3 separate regions of the Mus musculus genome follow, and regions 2 and 3 are each linked to region 1. A link is a contact called in public promoter capture Hi-C and targeted proximity ligation data. All regions are on one chromosome and are shown on one strand. The core of a region is the stretch at or near the end of the contact, and the rest is flanking DNA. Distances in the headings are between cores, read along the strand shown. Region 1 holds the start of Adck5 (aarF domain containing kinase 5). Region 2 holds the start of Exosc4 (exosome component 4). Region 3 holds the start of Hgh1 (HGH1 homolog).

Region 1 (3,275 bases), core at 523-3,022:
CCATCTGTAATGGGATCTGACACCCTCTTCTGGTGTGTCTGAAGACAGCTACAGTGTACTCATAAAAGTAAATAAATAATATTTTGCCAGGCAGTGGTGGCGCACGCCTTTGATCCCAGCACTTGGGAGGCAGAGGCAGGTGGATTTCTAAGTTCGAGGCCAGCCTGGTCTACTGAGTGAGTTTCAGGACAGCCAGGGCTATACTGAGAAACCCTGTCTCGAAAAACCAAAAAAAAAAAAAAAAAAAGAAAGAAAGAAAGAAGAAAAAAAACATTCAACTAGACTTCTCTCCAGTGGTTTCATAAAGCAGCAAACACCTGCTCTAAGGAGAAGACACAGCTGGCAAAAGAGAGACATCCATACAAGCCAGCAGCCTGCACCATGAAGACTGCCAAGACTCAGGATAGAGCCCTAGAAAAGATGACTAGATTATGACCTTTGATAGACAGCCCAAGGCAGCTCAACAGGAAACTAAGCCACAGACCATCTCCCAAAGTTAGTAGGTAACAGCCTAGAGATTTGAGCTAGAGGAAGTGGACGTTGTTATTGGGAACCTGCAAGGACTCCACTGTACTGTGCAGTAATTCCTAATCAGAGGTTAAAACTCCCCTTTCTGGTAGGGTGGTGGTGGTACACAGCTTTAATCCCAGCACTAGGGTGGCAGAGGCAAGCAGATTTCTGTGAGTTCGAGGCCAGTATGCTCTACAGAGTGAGTTCCAGGACAGCCAGAGCTAAAACCAAATACCCCAACCTTGGAGGGGGGTAAGCAAGGAGCCAAAAACAAAAAAAACTAAGACAAACAAACAAAAAAACCCTTGCCTTTCTAGCCAGGCAGTGGTAGCATATGGCTTTGATCCCAGCAGAGGATCTCTGAGTTGGAGGCCAGCCAGCTCTACAGAGCTAGTTCCAGGCCAGCCAGGGCTGTCCAAAAACAAGAGAAACCCTATCTCAAACAAAACAAAACAAAACAAACTCCCAGGGCTGTCTAGAGGTGTAAGTGACAAGTAATACGGATATGTGGAAAAGTTTTTGCTACAGTAAAGTGCTGTCTGTGTAAAAGGCAACTTGTCTCTGAGCAACAGGACTCCCATCAGAAAGCACACACCCAGCAGGGCTGTACACTGCAAGCCAAACGTTAACCCACCTCCTGGCCTCTCATTATCTAAACCTACAAGGCCAGATGTACTAGAAAAACAACTTCGCAGAAGTTTAAAAACAACACAACTGAAGAAGGGCCATACTCCAAGGGCAGGGAATAGGCAAGGACACCCCCAGGGCCAGAACAAGGGGCTAAGGGAGTGAGGGCATGCTAACCCAGCGGGAATCATGGGGTTGTCTCCCTTCCAGAAGCTGATAGAGAGGACAGAGCAGCTTCCCGGGGAGACCCGAGGGATGCGCTGAGGACAGAGGCAGAAGGAAGAGGACCCTGGGGTGAGGTTAAATAATGCTGAGTCTTCCCAAAGGCTCTGGGGAAAAAAAGAGGAAGCGGGAATCAGAGTTCTCCAAAGCTTTGGGGTCGATGGGCAGGGCCCGGGCCTGGACTGGATCCAGAACCTCCGGGTACAGAGAGAGATCCCAACGCAGGGATGCGGAGCGCAGAGTCAGGGACCAGGGCGTGCGGGGGCGGGGTCCTCACCGGCCGCCACATGTCCCCGGCAGTGCTCTCTTCCCGGTTTCGCCGCAGACGTCCCTGGTGCCCAGACGACCCCGCGAAAGAGTAGGCAATGCGCTTGCGCACCGGCCCACACGCGCCACACAGACCTGGGTAGAGTGGAAGGGCCACGCCCCCAAAACGTGACGTGACCGCCTCGGCGTGCAGCGGCCCCTTGAGGTCGCCCGGGGCATAGCCTCATGGGAGACACCAAGTGATGAGTCTTTACCAAGTGTTTTCCTTTGTTTATTGTATGTGAATGTTATGGAGCAATTTTCAAGAGTCGGTTGGTGCTTGCTTTCCACCGTCTGTTTTATTTCTGTTGCCCTGTGCAAGCCAGGCTAAGTTTGCGGGCAATTTTCCTCTTCCCACTCCTATTTCACTCTAGAAGTGCTTTTTACATTGTTCCAGGAACTTGGCTTCCTAGGGTAGCCCTTTTACCCACTCAGCCATATTCCCAGACCCTTGAATTGGCTCTTTAATTTTGTCGGGCTCTCGTTCCTTTCTGAAAAGTGACAGTGTAACTCAAAGCTGACACTTGGTCATTTTCACAACTCTCAGTATTCGCTCGCACAGGCAGTTTGGCAACACCTGTTGAGACAGCCACCAAAGCTAGAGACACCCTCGCTTTCTTGCCAACTATGTCAGTTAGAGTCCAGGTTCTTTTTTGTTTGTTTGTTTGGTTGGTTGGTTGGTTTGTTTTGTTTTGTTTTGTTTTTTCTTTTCTTTTTTTTTCTAAGACAGGGTTTCTCTGTGAAGAGTCCTGGTTCTTTGTCCCCCTACTCTTCACTCTCTGTGATACCCAATCCTTCTGCAAATCCTCCTCTGGAGGGGTCCTTACTACCTGGTTCCTCAGAACTCCCCTGAAGTTCCTGCTTCCCTAGCCACGGGTGCTCTTCTCAGCAACTGTCCTAATGTTGACCATTGGGTTCTTTGAGGTCACCTGAGCCTCCCCCCACCCACCCACTGGAACTGGCAAGCTGCCTTCTGGTTGAACATGGCTCTAAGCAGGCTCTAAGATAATGTCATGTCCCCAATTGGCTTTGGAGTGCCTGGAAGGTGGCAGAGTGGCTGTATGAGGGGGTCACAAAAGTCTGTGAGCCAGACGATGTCAGGCAATGGCCTCCTTCCAGTTCATTCATTCTGGACGTCCTTGCAAGCCTAGGAAGTACGTGTAGCTGAGATGTCTGGGCGCAACTGGAAAGCAATGTGTCAGGGACAAAATGGATTCAGGGTGCACAGAGCCCAGGATGAAAAGGCAGAAATGGGTGTTCCGAGACTGGGCTACTTATAAAGCACAGGGGAGAGAGATTGTGGCAATTAGGTCCAGATATACAGTAGGGAACAGATCAAAGTCCTCAGCCCTGTGAGGTCACACCCGAACCAGGGAGACCTAGCTGGGAGCTACCAGGAACCTGTTGGAAAGTCAGGGCAACCAAGTAGCCCAGCAACTCCAGAATACTTATTTAGCCCAAACCTTTCCAAACATTATATCATACAGTCTTGGCCAGCAGCCTGTCCCTGAGCGTCTGCAGCAGTTGGAAGCCTGTGTATTTTTGGGTGACATATGTCAGGATATATACATAAAGTAACTCAAAAATACAGAGGCTCAGAGACCAGGAAG
Region 2 (3,275 bases), core at 402-2,901, 250 kb after region 1:
AGACCGGGAGCCCCGGATCTAGAGGAAAAAGAATGAATGAGCCAGGCCTGCCTACCTCCTGGGACGCACTCGATGGCTCAACCTTCCTCCTCCTCTTTCTAAAGTGCTAAAACAAACAAACAAAACCCCAGCTACTCTGGTTCCAAATCATAGCTGAGTGGGGGGGGGGGGCTACTTCTCAACCTAAGCCAAAGCATTGTCACCTTTAGCAGCCAACTCTTTGTTCTTCAGTTTCTCCATTTCCTCCCAAATTATTCCCATTGTGGCCACCATGATTACAAACATCTGGTTTGACTGTGTAACCCACACACTAATATTTTACTTACCTTCCAGAAGCTTCCCATTACAGTAATGTAAAAGAAAAAAAATCTCAATTTCCCTGACTTTCAAAGCCCTGGGTCCTCACCTCCTTGGTAACTCCTCAACTCTATTTGATCTACTGTCCCTCTCCCTACCAAGTCTTCCCTCATGTGTTCTATACCTGATCATCCACCTAGAAAGCCGAGCTCCATATGCTAGCAAACCTTAAAATGTGCACATTTGCCAGCCTTGCTACAGCACTGCGACACAGCAATAAAGGCAGATAATTTAATGTCCTTGTTTTAGGAGTTTATGTTCCCGTAGAGAAACAAGCAAGGTGGAAGACCCAGGAAAATCGATGTAGTAGGTGCAGAAATAGCCTGAGAGGCCTTTTCCTGACAAGATGTGGGAAGAATGAGCTGAAGGAACAGGGAGTGAGTGGAGCTTCGCCAGGCTGGCTGAGGCACCTCAGAGATGAAGCGGGCAGCCCGTGAGAAAAAAAAAAAAAAAAAAAAAAGGCTAAGCAGAGGGCCCACTGAGACGGAGGACTTAAGCTGTAAGACACAGGTATATTCCCTCGAGGTGGGATCACAAGCCCCCGGTCCCTGCATGAGACAAATCATAGTGGCTGAGGGCAATCTGAAGCAGCTCCATACCCCACACGTGGGATCAAAACAAAAACATAATCACATAACATAACTGGGTTCTTAAAGAAACCGATATTCTCAGTACCTCACGGGGCCTAACACACAAATTTGAGGGCCATGTTAGGGACGCAATTTTCCTGAGAACTCAGGGCATAATTATATTCACTGCTTAGAGGATGCAACACAAAGAGGACTGAAATGGAAGTCGGCCAAGAGAAAGAGCTCGTAAGATGAAGTCAAAAGAAGCCAGGTTCTCACATCATCCCCGCTACAACACGTTGGGACAACCTGTGTGAGATGCTTTCTGCCGGGAGGCCCACAGGGACTCAGATGGGATTGTAGTATACTGCTGCATGGGCTCAGGAGTTAAGCCGTACGACTTAGGTCTCCTCCCTTGATGTGCGGCCAGGAGCCCCCGGTCCCCGCCGCTTACTCGCCTCGTGCGGCCCGTAGACCACCGCCAGTGCCTTGGTGTTGCCCTGCTCGATGTAAGCCGAGCCATCGGCCTGCGCAAACACGCCCATCCGCGCCTGGATCTTGCGCAGCTCCCCCGCGCGGCGACCGTCTATCCGGTAACCCTGATCGGACAGGAGCTCCAGCCCGGCCATGATGTACAGTCCTGACTCCGCCTCCGACAGCTCGACCTGGACCTTCAGGACTACGACTTCCGTCGGTACGTTTCCTTTTCAGTCTCGGTGAACTATAGCTTCCGGTAGCCTAGTCGCTTTCCGGTCAAAGGGAACTGCGGCTTGTGGCATCCCCGGCTTTCTGAATGTTCGACTTAAGCCTTTCAGTTCCGGGAAACGGAAGGCCCGAGGCGAACGGGTTTTTGTGCTTCTCCCGGGTTGTTGGAGTAGGTACGCCAAGAAGACTGGCTTCCGGACGTCTTTGGTTTGTTGGAGATGCTGGCCCGAGCAGAGACATTTTTTGGTCTTATTTTTTTTAATTGTATATCTATTTTTATTGTATGAGTGTTTACTTGCTTGTATGTCTATTCGTCACATGTGTGCTTAGTGCTGTGGAAGTTAGAAGAGGGCGTCAGATCCCATGGATCAGGAACTACAGGCAGCTGTGAGCCACTGTGTGAGTGCTGCGGAATCAAACCTGGTCCTCTGCCCGCGTGGTTTTTACCGTGGTCAGTTTAGCTAAGCACAGTTGTTTGTTACACATGATTATTATCTCTGTGGCTTAGTTTGTTTGTTTGTTTTTTTTTCCTTTTTTCATTTCCTTGGTTAAATCCATAAGTTTCCCTCCCTTACCTTGCCCAATAAGTTTCTCTATCACTTGAATACAAACACAAAGGGCCTGCAGTTGTATATATGCATCTGTATAGTAGGGCTTGAAATTCTGATTTTTTTTTCTGATTATTTTTAAAGTGTGTTTTTAGATGTTTATTTATTGTTATATCTAAGTACACTGTAGCTGTCTTCAGAAACCAGAAGAGGGCGTCAGATCTCATTACGGGTGGTTGTGAGCCACCATGTGGTTTCTGGGATTTGAACTCAGGACCTTTCTTTGGAAGAGCAGTCAGTGCTCTTATCCACTGAGCCATCTCACCAGCCCGGAATTCTGATTTATTTTTAAGGATTGGGTCATTTAGTATACACTTTTTTGGAGTGTTTTCACTCGGAATATGAAATCAACAGTCCTCAGGTTTTGTTGTTGTTGTTATAGATAAAAGATAGATTCACAGAAAGAACACTGAGCTGAAATTACTCTTCAGGTGGGCCTTATTAGGAGAGTTAGGGCACCGCTGTCACAGACAGCAACGATGCACCCTTGTGGGCAAGAATATTCAAAGGAGTATGCTCTGGAGAGATGAGTGTGACATAGAACAACACAGGTGTCCTGGAGGGAAGGCGCATTCAGTTCTGAAGAGTTAGGAGAGTTAGAACATCACACCAGCCAGCTGGAGCGGCTCAAGCCTTTAATCCTAGCACTCAGAAGGTGGGAGCAGGCAGATCTCTGAGTTCCAGGCCAGCCTGCTCTACAGAGAGTTCCTGGACTACACAGAGAAATACAGTCTCACACAAAAAACAAAACCAAACAAAAAAACAAAAACAAAACAAAACAAATAAAAACCCAGAAAAACAAAAACAAAAAAACCCCAATGCATAAACAAACAAAACCACCAGGACCCATATGTGAACAGAACTCTTCCTCCTATTCCTCTTCTTCCTCCTCGTCCTCCTCACAGAAGTTGTGGTCTAATGGCCTCCATGCCTACACCATGGCAGGCACCCCTGTCATTTCCCCAGATAAATAAAATGTAAAAATAATGTCTAGCAGTAATTCAAAGCTGTCTTGTGTCTGGGGAGGGAAAGAACT
Region 3 (3,275 bases), core at 326-2,825, 210 kb after region 1:
CTGACCCCCCGCACTCACCTGGATAAGTTTTTCGCAAGCCATCCGCACATCGGGCTCTGGCTCCCAGCTGTGCAGCTCTCGAAGGATCAAGTAGGCACCCTGGTCCCGTACCTGCTTCCGACCAGGTGCCGTGGCTGTCAGCTAGGAAGATGGAAAAAGGTTACTCGGATGCCAATACGGACTTGTGGAGAGGCACTAACACCCCAGGCCCCTGCTCACCAGCATGACGGCTTCGATGAGCATCTTCCGGATGTCAGCGTCCGGCTCCCGTTGCTTGTCTGGTGACAAGTACTGCAGGTCAACAGGCAGCTCTAGGAGTGAGGGTGGGAGACTATTGGTCCCTGTGCTGAACACCCAAGCCCTGCTCTGCCTGGGTGAGCCTTGTGTGTGTCTGTAACGACCCCCTCCTTAAAGGCTGCCGGACTGAGGGACTCCAGACCTGCACACCTCTCCATCTCCCTCTTGTAGTCTTCCCTCTAGCACCAGACAGCCCTGAGGCAACCACCCAAGTCACTCACGGTCCATTTCTTCCTCGGAAAACTCTTCAGGCCCAGCCAAGGGCAGTAGCAAAAAGGGGAGAATGTCGACTTGGGCCCCAAGTAACCACTTGTGATGTCCTGGAGGTGCGGACAAGGAAGGAGATCAGAATAATGGTCCGTTGGGTTCCCTAGGGTCCAATCCCCACCTTGGCAATGGCACCACCCCCTCCTTGTCACTCACGATGCTCAAAACAGCAATTCCGAAGTGTTCCCACCACCCCGCCCCTGCGCACCGAAGAATCTGTGTACTGGGTAAGAGGCAGCAGCCGTTGGACCACGCACCTGTTGAAAGAAGATATTCACTGCTGTCCTTGTTCACTTCCACTTCCCCACCTTCCCGCCCGCGCAGGCGACTGGGTTTCACCTGTCTGGGTCCAGGAGAAAAGCACGCACCTCCGCCTGCTGGCTAAGGTTGGAGAGCAGCGGCCCCAGGTAATGCAGGGGTGCGGCCGCGTTGTAGCTCGGCGTGCACAGCGCGTTGACAAGTCGCTCCAGACCCAACCGCTCCGGCTCAGCGGCCATCAGCTTCTCCATTAACGCAGCACACGGAGCCGGCTCGCGACTCAGGTTGGCCAGCACTGCAGCCGCCTCTTCAGCCCAGGGCCACTGAGGGTCCAACACGCAGCGCAGCAGGCGGGCGGGCAGCTCCGGGTCAGCCGCCAGCAGCTGCCAGTGCACATTGGGATCAGCAGCCAAGTTCACGAGCGCGCGGGAGGCATCGCGGGAAGGAGCTGGGGCCGGGGCCACCGCAAGGTCGACCAAGGCCCGCAACAACTCTGGCTGTCCGGCCAACAGCGTGCGGCCCGAGCCCGCACCAGTCAGCGCCAGCACGTGCTGCGCCGCGGCCGCCTGCAGGTCGGCTCGCGCTCCGAGCACCAGGAAGGGCAGCAGTTCCACCGCCTCCGTGTCCGCGCCAGCCTCCTGCTCTAGCAACCCTCGCTCACCAGAGAACCCCGAACCTACTCCCGGTCCCCGCATGCCGCCAGCAGTCTCAGTCACTTCTCGTGCCGGGGCCACCGCCGGAAAAGCGGAAGTCGTTAAAACCCTTCCGAGGCTGAGAACCTGGCTGAAGGGGGCGGGGCCGGTTTCAGCGCGAGGCATTGTGGGCCACAGTATTAGGCACCCCTTAAGCTGGTGCAGATGCACCCTCCCCCCCTTCCCATCATCATCACCACCACCACCAGATCCTTGCAAGGACTTTTCCGGCTGCCTATTGCGTGTTTGCTTTGCCAGGAGTCAGAACCACGCGACCAGCACGCATAATTTGAAGCGAAGCTCGGCAGCCGGTGATCCTGGTGTCCAGAGTGTTTGCTGCCACCTTTTAAACCTGGTTTCAGACATCCAGGAACCGGAGGGTGCAGGACTCTGCGATGAAAAGGCAGCTTTGGATCAGTCTCTGACTTTGCAGAGGGGCTAAATTTTTTTTTCTAGTGCATTTGTTAGGTCCTCTTCAGTGACAGAAGTCTGAGTCAAGCAGGCTTGGGCAAAGGGAACTAATAAATGAATCTATAGTTTGCAGGTTTGGGGGCACCTGGTGACAGACGCCCCTGCCAGCTCTTTAGAGCACTGTTCGGTTTCTGTCTTCCATACCTCGCTGCGTTTCTTTGCTTCTCAGTGGCTCCATATTACCTTCCACCGGCACATTTGTTAGCACAGATGGGAGGACACTGGCCTTCTTAGCTACGTAATCCCTAGCAGAAGATAATTTCAGTACTAGGATCTGTTCTGGGAAAGTATCCCATTTGGTGCTTCTTGTGCCTGTATTAGCAATTAGCTGCCTGGGGTCCTTGCTCTCTCAAATTAGAAATCTTGAGTTAGGGGTTTTTCCAGGGCTGGTCCTTGTCAGGTTTTTGTAGGAGATAGCCAGGAACCGCCACGGTTCCAGATCCTATGCAACCTTAGATACTGACTGGGATCCTTCCGGCTACAATGGCAAAGTGGTTAGGTCTGTGTAGGGCCAACTGTCCAGATTTCCCAGCTGTTGACAGCAGCTAGTGAGTTTCTAAGAAAAGGCTCCCTTGCCTCTGTTTTGTTTTGTTTTGGAGACAGTGCTGGCTGTCCTGGAACTCACTCTGTAGACCAGGCTGGCCTCAAACTCAGAAATCCACCTGCCTCTGCCTCCCAAGTGGTAGGACCAAAGGCGTGCGCCACCACTGCCCGGCTCCTTATCTTTTTATAAACGTGTCACTGTCTAATCTCACAACTGAGGAGGCTGAGGCAGGAAGGTCAGTGTAAGTTTGAGGCCAGCCTGAGCTATAAAATGAGCTGGTCTCAAAAGATTTTTCTCTTAAACAAAGTTAACTTTGTTAACTTGACACAAAATAGTCACCTAGAAAGGGAAGCTCAGTGACTTTAAATTAAGTTGGCCTATGGGCACATCTGTGGGGGCTTAATTAGTGGAAAGACGTTGCCCCCACTGTGATTGTTACCATTCCCTATAGGAAAGGGGTTTTATAAGTGTGGAAAAAGCAAGCATACTGACATGTAGGAATCATTGCTGTCTTCTGTGAGTGGAATGTGACTAGCTGTGTTGAGGACTATTCCCCAAGCACAGCTGGAGCCATTTTGTCCCATGCCTGCCAACCACTTCATATTATATTCCTGGTACAGAAAATAGTTTGACTCAGAGCAGGATCAAGTTGACCACATATTTTGTTATAAGGTTTCTTCTTAAGAAACTCCACAACAGGGCTGGTGAGATGGCTCAATGGGTAAGAGCACCCAACTGCTCTTCCG

Evidence for each region. Capture Hi-C pulls out chosen DNA fragments and counts their contacts.
Region 2: a contact with region 1 is called in a promoter capture Hi-C map of adipose tissue. A contact is called at or near these places in 2 of 39 promoter capture datasets (cranial neural crest and neural stem cells), 4 of 130 datasets of targeted methods (the SCID.adh cell line, effector CD8 T cells, memory CD8 T cells and 1 more) and 2 of 9 other capture datasets (adipose tissue and liver).
Region 3: a targeted proximity ligation map of pancreatic cancer cells shows a contact between it and region 1. A contact is called at or near these places in 8 of 39 promoter capture datasets (3T3-L1-derived adipocytes, the C10 cell line, cranial neural crest and 4 more), 5 of 130 datasets of targeted methods (the SCID.adh cell line, bone marrow-derived macrophages, embryonic stem cells and 2 more) and 3 of 9 other capture datasets (adipose tissue, liver and pancreatic islet).

The regions. Positions count from the first base shown.
Region 1 is chr15:76,574,856-76,578,130 of GRCm38.p6, reverse strand. It overlaps Adck5 (aarF domain containing kinase 5), which reads right to left and starts at 1,772. Exons shown (of 15, transcript NM_172960.3): 1 at 1,637-1,772. The coding sequence starts at 1,648.
Region 2 is chr15:76,325,773-76,329,047 of GRCm38.p6, reverse strand. Exosc4 (exosome component 4) reads right to left here and starts at 1,651. Exons shown (of 3, transcript NM_175399.4): 1 at 1,385-1,651; 2 at 1-18. The coding sequence starts at 1,555. It also overlaps a transcript of Oplah not described here.
Region 3 is chr15:76,367,198-76,370,472 of GRCm38.p6, reverse strand. Hgh1 (HGH1 homolog) reads right to left here and starts at 1,575. Exons shown (of 6, transcript NM_021555.2): 1 at 904-1,575; 2 at 721-821; 3 at 519-617; 4 at 220-311; 5 at 19-141. The coding sequence starts at 1,517.